Regions from separate parts of the Danio rerio genome. Here region 2 is linked to region 1. Evidence: chromatin contacts called from public Hi-C data. All regions are on one chromosome and are shown on one strand. Each heading gives the region's core, a stretch centred on a gene start, on an enhancer-like site or on the middle of the called end of the contact. The rest is flanking DNA. Distances are from core to core; before and after follow the strand shown. Region 1 holds the start of LOC141385840 (membrane-spanning 4-domains subfamily A member 4A-like). Region 2 overlaps si:dkey-34e4.1.

Region 1 (4,398 bases), core at 1,258-3,757:
AAGTATATCTGTCTGCAGACTGCAAGACGGGGGCACAAGATGTAGGGGCGTAATTTGTGGTAAGTTAGAGGCGTAACTTGCAGTTATCGAGATCCCATAGAACCATGAAAGATGTCACAACGAGATGTTGTTGGCTAGATGGTGGACATACTTACCAGAGTACATTTTCAACAAATATTTTCGTGAGTTTTCTCCAAATATATCCACAACAAATTCCTTTGATATATTATAATATTAATTCATTTAGCAACTCCACTCAGTTATTTCTGCATTCGTTTTGTCATGACAATTAGCCTACTCGGGGTCGCCCCCTGTGGTTGCAAACAACAGAATGACAAGCGTGTCAAGTATAAAAAGCTGCTGCATGCTAAAAACTGTGATGGTTGGGTTAAGGTTTAGGGAAGGTGTAGACGTTAATAATGATGATGGTTGGGTTTAGGGTTGTGGTAGGTCTAGATGGTTAGGTTTAGGTGTGGAGTGGGTGGTGGCTTTAATAACTATGTATGGTTGTTGCTAGATTAGATATGTTTGCGGCCGGAAGTAAATGAGAATTATTTCTATTATTTATTAAATTTCCCATTTATTGTATTTTATTAACGTCTACCCCCACCCCAACCCTAAACCCAGCCGTCACAGTAAGGTAAAAACAGAAGTTGTATTGGGTCTTGGCTTTAATAACTATGTACGGTTGTTGCTAGATTGGATACATTTGCGGCCGGAAAAAATTACTAAATTACCCAATAAATTGTATTTTTTAATGCCTACTCCCACCCCAACCCTAAACCTAACCGTCACAGTACTGTAAAAATATTAATTATTGTTATACAGTGTCATGAAAAAATGCTGCTATATAAATGTGCATATTGCGCATATCCGATAGTTGACATGGCTCCATAACTTCATGTTACGCCTCTAACGTACTAAAAGTTACGCCCCTAAGGCCCCTTGATGTTATGCCCCTGTCTTGCAGTCCGCAGACAGACCCTACTTAGCAGACCCGGAGATTGGCTGAATGGATTTAAAAATTGTACAATTGTACAATTATTTCTTTTAAAAAAGAGTTCCTTTAAAACTATCTATTTACCTAATCTATAATATATACATTATTTCCCAAACATATAATTTCAGGAAAAAAAAAACAGATGTTATGCTAAAACAGTGTTTTTTACATGGAAAACAATACAAAACCTTTGGGGGTTAAAAACAGTTTGCAGTGTAAAATGAGAAGAAGAATATAGATGTTTACAGTTCAAACTCAGAGATGTTAAAAACTGTCATCAAAGTGACACCAGAACACAAGAGCCTCAGGAACAGCACAAGAGGAGGTGTAAGTATTAAAGCGCTTCGCTGATTGCATGTCGCTTCACGCTAAACCTTTCTTCATCTCAGTGTAACTCACTCAACACTAGTAGCAGTCTGGACTAAAAAGGGAAAACTTGGGAATATTTTTGTAAATTAAAAGTTTTCAATATTATTTATTTGCCATTTGTTTTTTGATGAGAATAGATGTGCAAGAGATTGATGGAATATATTTTTTCTGTTGGCATACTGTCTGTTGTTGTCTTCCCCATCCCTCTGTTTACTCTCCTGATTGTTTTTTGCAGTGGTTTTGTATCTATATCAATATTAACTGTTTAGACTGTTGCAGAAAGTCTGTGATATCAGAAATTAAACAAAAACAAATAAAAAAAACACCAAGTGTCTTAAAATATTGTATTGCCATTGTTTTTAACGCCAAGTACTACTTGTAAATGTTTGTGTTTCAGATGTGGCCTCAAAATCTACTACTACTATTATTATTATTATAGCATTTATTTGAAAGTGCTGTAGCCCACTGCTGTAGTTATTATTGTTGATATGAAATAAATATTTATGAAATTTGAGCATGCAGTTTGTGTTTTAACAAGTGTAAGTAGATTGGAGTAAATGTTTAAACATTTAGATGATGTACTTACACTTATCTGTCATTTCTGACTACATTATTGCATTGTATACCATGTTAAGTGTGATTTTAAAAAAAAAAGAAAAAGAAACAGTCAATATTATGATATATAACATGAAATGTAATGCTAGTTACCTAGACCAATTTAGGCAACAATTGGTTTTCAGCTTAAAGGCTAAAAAAATCTGGTCAGGTAGAGATTATGACAAAACAAAAAGCTAACGAGAGTTAAAACTTGAACTTTTTCCGTTGCAAGACTGACAGACAACACTGAGATCTACAGATAACAGGGAACTACATATTACACTTACCTTTACCTCCAGCTTCAGTGAGAGATACTTGACATTAAGTCCAATCGTAGAACTCTACACAACGTGCACGTGGTTGAACGAAGGGGAAAGCTGCAACTAGACTAACCATATTACAAAAATAACTTTAGGCTTGCTTGAACTACTTGATAAGATCGATTTCAAATCTGGTATTAATGGCGAAAACTAAGCTTTTCTGAAGTTTTGTATTTAGTTTCTCAAAACCGCATGCTGATGACATCTGCTGGTAAAACGGTGCAAACACAACAAAAACTCGGGCCTAAACACAAATGGCGCCTAAACAGTCAGCTGTTTCATCAAAGCAAGCACAATCTTTTAAATTTAATTAACTCACCTTCATATTTTTTAGGGCTTTGTTTGTTCTATGAATATATAAGCAGGCCAAAACTTAACTAATTAGTTTTCCTTTTAATTATACAAAATCTCCTTATATCATTATCAGAGGTCAGCTTAAGTATTACTTTTAACCACAGTATTACTTTGAAACTTAATTAGTCATTAAGCTACTACTAAAATGCATCTATCAACCATAAATATTGTAGCCTATAAAGGTGATCTTTAAAGGGGTGGTCCACAGTGTATTTTAAGTCTTTGTTGTGTTTATATGATGGGCATGCTTCATTTGTAGAAAATCAAGTTATTTTTTTCATATATCTTATATACAGATTATATACAGCTACTCAGCTAACCTGAAAATGACAGTCATATTTCCTAGTTCCTTCAAGAGGCCTGTCCTCAAGAGGCTCTGATTGGCCAGTTAACATAATGTGCTGTGATTCACGGATCGTCTCCACATCACGTCCCTACAAGCACGGGCTTTTGCGCTGTGTAAACAGTAGCTGTTTGTACCTTGAGACAGAAAATGAAGAGCACATACATTCAAAACATAGGGTAAGTAATATAAAATGTTCAATATTTTTTGCAATTTCATTAGTTGAGATGTAGAACGCAGGGAAAGCGGCTGCATAGAGACACTGCATGTGCTGCTGTTGATTGTGGGTGTTTACAGAGGTTTGACTCATAAATATAAATTTGTAGCTAGATTGTTAGCAGTGCCAAACAGCATTTCCTGTTGTTTATGTCCTCACTACAACATACTCTAAATGCTAGAAACTATGCATGTAATAAATCAATTTTAACATATGAAAATACAGATTGTGGCTGACGATCTACAGCTTCTGCTATTATAGTTGGAGCTGCTCCTTCTTTAAGGAGATTTTAGCTGAATCGGGCACTGAATTGGGAGAGATTTTGGAAGATGTCCTTTGTCAAATGCTAGCTATGTATTTTTTTATAATTTCCAGGAGCATAATTAAAATTAAACTGTAAGCACTTCTTTTTTTGTGTGTCGTGTCCTTTGGAAGCCCCAAAACAAAGGAAGCTTTCTCTACTATAACAGCCTCTGGCCATGACCCTTCATTGCGTGTGGTATTCCTGTGATAATTGCGTCTGAAATGTTTGCGATCTTACTATCCTGAATGTATTTTTTGTAGTCCAAAGAAAACAAAGCTAACTCTGTAAAGAGATTCAGAGATGTTATTTGTTGACACAGCTACATTACACATCAACTAAAGTTTAAAATATGATATCATAGAGGACCACCCCTTTAAAGTGTGCTGCCTTAGGGCTGGGTTACTTACCATATCAACACAATATGGGGAAAACTGTGCCAAAATTCATATTCAAATATTTCAACATTTTATTGATATTTTTTTAAGTTTAAAGTGTTTCTTAAAATGACACAATTACACTATTTTAATCCCCATTAGTTACTAACCAGTTTTAAATTCCAGATGGGAAACGTAACATTTAAACCAGAACTTACTCATCAAAACTCTTGTATTCTATGACAGTAGCGAGATTTATTTTACAAATGTCTGAATGTGTTTCTTATGTTAGCTTGCACCCTATATTTGCTTGTGTTTTTCCTTTCATTCATTCTTTCTTTGACAAGCAAAGGCATGTTTCAGATGACTAGGTTTACATTCAGGCTCAAACACCCACACTCTCTAGCAAGATCTCCTCTGCTGCCCTCTGACATTTTTCCTGCCTTGCTTCTGCAATTAGTAGCAATTCTCTTTTCTCAATTAAGATTGAGCTGAACAATTGTGGCAGTGCTGAAGTCTG
Region 2 (4,398 bases), core at 1,395-3,894, 210 kb before region 1:
CTGAAAGCAAATAAAGCATTCATTCATTTTGCATGTATCCATTTAGCAGCAATCCATTCATAATGCATTCACGTGTTCCTTGTCTGGCAAACATCAAAGATCCAGTTCTGTCCCATTAGCTTTGCGGCTGATGTTTACCACGAATGGAGCAACCAGGGGATAAATGAAGACAGAATGGGAACAAGCACATTTTATGTTATCTAGTAGCTAATTATTATCTCTTTGCCATTGTATTTAGGGAAGCAATTTCTGTGTGCACAAATAATGGAGATGAAAAGATTGTTTTCTTGAATTGGCTTGATTTGCTGGACACACTCTGCTACCTCCGTCCTCTCTTCCTTATAAACCCTTAAATTAAACCCTTAGCTCCTCCTGGTGGTTAACATTCAATGTTGCATTGTATTTGATTTTGTTAAAAATAAGTTGTTCTTTTGTTGCTTTAATTACTTGGACTTCGGATAAAAGTGTTTTGCCAAAATGTAAATGTAATAAAAATACTGCTTATTGTTCATTTATGTTAGCTCAGTTACATTTAATAGTAATAACAAATAAAATTGTTTGTAAAAGTGTACTAGAATATTATTAGTATTTACTTTAGTATTACTGCATTTCATTGCCTCGTACTTGTAAATGTGTAATGACAATAAAATTGAATCTAATCTAAATATTAAAATAAATATTCAGATTAGTAAATACCAGAGGTGTAAAAAAAAACAAATTTCAAAAAATTTAAATACTGTAATTGAGTAGTTTTTCTCAGGAATTGTAATTTACTAAGTTGTTTTAAAAATGTGTACTTTTATTTTCCCTTGAGTACATTTTTAGTGCAGTATTGGTACTTTTACTCCACTACCTTCCTTCAATCTGCAGTCACTACTTTATTTTTTCTTTTCTATAGAGATTAGAAAAATCAGTCCTGTAATTCCTGTCCAATCAAATCACACATAGAAAGTAAATCATATCGTTCTACACTAAGACATGGGTGGTTTATAAATGCAGAAAACAGTTTGGAAGCATTAAAAGTGTCCCAGAAAATGGCAAAATCTTACACCAATTGACCCAGAGACTTTTTAGATGCATGATGCTAATGAGAAGATGACACATGTTTACTGTATGATAACCAAAATGGCCTTAAACATCCAGCAGGCACAAAAAGTCAAAATGACGTCAGATTGACGATGTACCCCAAACTCGTGGGGATGTTGCATTTTGTTTGGAAATTAAAATTGTGTTGATATCAGAACCCAACGTCAGACTGACATCAATGTCCAAAGTCCAAACTAAGAATCAACAAATATTAATGTCTAATGATGTTACAGCTTTGTGTGGACGTTACCACTTTGACGTCTATTAGATGTGAATTTTGGTTGTCATACCTGACAAATAAATGCCAGTATTTGATGTCAATATGGTGTTGGTTTAAGAAGTTGTCTTGACTTTGGATTTTGGTCTTCTTCAGCCAAAAAATCAGCCAAATATCAACATCATTTGACATCATTATTGGACATCAAAAAAACATTGTCCTTAGACAATGGCTAGATGTTGAATTTTGGTTACCCGACCTAAATCTAAAGCTAATATTAACATTTTATGACATTTTGTGCTTGCTAGGTAAAAATTAAATGCACTACAAAATGTTACGTTTACACACACAACTACATCACATGTGAAAACATCAACTTTTTACATAATAATACTCATTACACTAAAACTACTCACTACTCTTGAGTCCTTTTAAAACGGCTACTTTGAGAAATATTTGCAACAGATTCTTTTACTCTACTTGCACTACATTTCATGGTACTTTAACTGGAGTATGATTTTTCAGTTCTCTTTCCACCACTGAATAATACTTTAGTTATAGCATATTAACTTATGTTATTCCAAACTAATGTTATACCAGTATGCCAGAGAGCTGTGCTGTTAACCTACTAAATAATGTCTTTTTTATAAATAAATGTCTTTAAATGTATGATAAGAACCGTGTGAGACTAAAGGTTCTGTAGTAGAGACAGAAAAAAGCCATTAGGTGAAAAAGCAGAGAGTGTTTTGGTGTTCAAATCCCTCGAGTTTTGTCTCTGTCTTAGAACCTTTTATAACAGACAAGCTAAAGCTACTTAGAGAAAATTAGTTTCTCTCTCAGTGTGAGTGTGTTTAAATGCGTTTGTGTACTTGTGTGTGTGTGTGTGTACATATTCCTCTTTTCACAAAGGCACTTAATGTGTCCTCTGCTCCCATGGATCCACATGTTAAAATGCTCGCCTAATGCAAACACACAATCTCTTTCTATATTTATCCTTTTACTCAACTATCTTATGCTAATGCTAACTCAGCTAATGCTCTACATATATAAACTGCTAAATAATGTTAGTTTCACAGGAGGACAGTTTCTTTTTCTTTAAGTTTCTCACATTCTGATATTCTCCATCTCTCAGTCTTTACAGGAGGTGGAGGGCGTCTCCCTCTACACTTTATCTCCCAGCAGCCCCTGCTCTCCTTCGCTCACACCGCTGGCCACCAAACACCACCTACAGCTTCTCCAACAACAGCTTCTACAACAGCAGCAGCAAACACAGATCGCCGTTGCACAGGTAAAGACATCGATTCTGCTCTTTTCTACCACTGGGAGGCGCTACAGCTCTATGTAAAATACAGCAGTTGAGTCGTTATTTCAGGCTGTTTTTTCCCCTATAATGATTAGCTCTCTTGTCGGAGTGCAAATCTTTTCACCCACTTCCACAATTTTAGAGACACATTTTCTGCACAACCCTATTCATCATTCTCTGTTGAAATGATTTTTGATAGCCTTTGTTAAAAAGCACTCACATAAGTCTAAATTATGTTTCATATCCAATGATAAAGCAAAGATACACGCAGAACACACAGCTGATAGAGGCAATAAACAGCTTCATGTTGTTCATTTAGTGAGTCACTTTGTTCAGTATCCAGATAATGATATTTGTTCTCGTTTGGGATAATGTATAGGGATCCGATGATGTTATGATGAGAAAGGCAGAGAGAGAGAGAGAGAGAGAGAGAGAGAGGAAGATGATGGGCTTTCAGCTCTGATTCAGCACAGTCACGCTACTGCATAATAAGAGCTTGGAAAAATAAATTGAAGTGCACTCACTTCTTGTCCAGTGAAACGTTTTAAACCTCAGAGATGAGAGAATCTCAGGAGACTTCATAGTGTTTTTAAGTTTCTTTTAGGTATCAATTTTGTGTCTCTAAAAAATGTCTTTAAAGATTAACTAATAAAACTAAAGCCAGAATAAATGTAAACCAGTTGTTTTCAAATTTCCAATGGGACAGCAAAATGGACAATTTTGTTATTGTTGGTGATTGTTTAATTGACTGTTGGTTAAAGTTTAAAACAAGCTTAGATGTGCTGAAATCATATTTCTTATATAAACTTCCCATAACAACGGTATTACTACTTAAGTGCCATGGTTTTTCAAGTATGCTTGAAAGACAGTTGAATTATTATTACCCCTGAATTATCAGCACCCCTGTTAATTTTTTTCCCCCCAATTTCTGTTTAATGGACAAACGATTTTTTTAACACATTTGTATACATAATAGTTTCTTTAACTCATCTCTAAAAACTGATTTATTTTATCTTTGCCATGATGACAGTAAATAATATTATCTATCAGTATTTAAGTACAGAAACTAAACAAAGTACTGAAATCAAATTGATGAAAACTTTACAAATACTATTCAAACAATCTGGTGAAATTACATTCATATCACAATATTTCAAGAGTTCACACTTAGCTGATGATTGTTTGTAAGCAAGTTTGGCATGCTGTCCCGGGAGAGAGCCCTGAGCTCAAAAAGGTCCTTGAGCCCTGGGCTCCCTCCCGTTTGCAGGGCGAGAGGGGAGCCTTGAGCTCAGGTAGATCTCGACAACTCCCCTTTGATAAGAACTGATGACTAAAAATTAAATGCTATGAAGAGATATGCTGCAGGATGAGAGATTGATCAATTCACTTGTTGTGCATGTTTTTGGAATGTGGGAGGAAACCGGAGGACCCAGGGAAAACCCACACGAGCACAGGAAGAACGTGCAAACTACGCACAGAAACGAACACCGTCCTGTTAAAAGACTAGAACCGGTGACGTTCTTGCTGTGAGGTAACAGTGCTAACCACTGGGCCACCATGTCGCCCTATGGAGGGAAAGGTGAAGAGGTAGGGGTGGAAGTGGGGATGCTTCAAATCGAAGATGACGGTAGTGAAAAACCCTCTTTATAGTGGGTTAGGAATGGCTTGATTGGTGGATCATGCATGCTAATGCAAAACCAGCCGTGTTCAATCATAATCACGTGATCCTCTCGAAATTAGTTTATGAATAAACTTCACATATTGTGGCACAACAAAATATCACAATGTCAGA

What was found. A called contact is a pair of places that touch in the nucleus more often than the background predicts.
Region 2: a Hi-C map of hematopoietic stem cells shows a contact between it and region 1, with 3 times the contacts expected there. The contact joins the enhancer-like site here to the promoter of LOC141385840 in region 1. A contact is called at or near these places in 3 of 18 Hi-C or Micro-C datasets (caudal fin, embryo and hematopoietic stem cells) and 1 of 4 datasets of contacts at active chromatin or transcription factors (caudal fin).

What each region holds. Positions count from the first base shown.
Region 1 is chr5:33,971,810-33,976,207 of GRCz12tu, reverse strand. LOC141385840 (membrane-spanning 4-domains subfamily A member 4A-like) reads right to left here and starts at 2,507. Exons shown (of 9, transcript XR_012406927.1): 1 at 2,254-2,507. It also overlaps a transcript of garnl3 not described here.
Region 2 is chr5:34,182,022-34,186,419 of GRCz12tu, reverse strand. It overlaps si:dkey-34e4.1, which reads left to right. Exons shown (of 12, transcript XR_012406925.1): 8 at 2,436-2,591. The region is part of intron 2 of LOC141385844 (a long non-coding RNA gene); the gene reads right to left. Among named protein-coding and RNA genes, the nearest start is that of ms4a17c.1, 42 kb to the right of the region's middle. Within about 2 kb of position 2,644, at least 6 of the 62 cell types and tissues checked have an H3K27ac peak or open chromatin away from gene starts, as enhancers often do.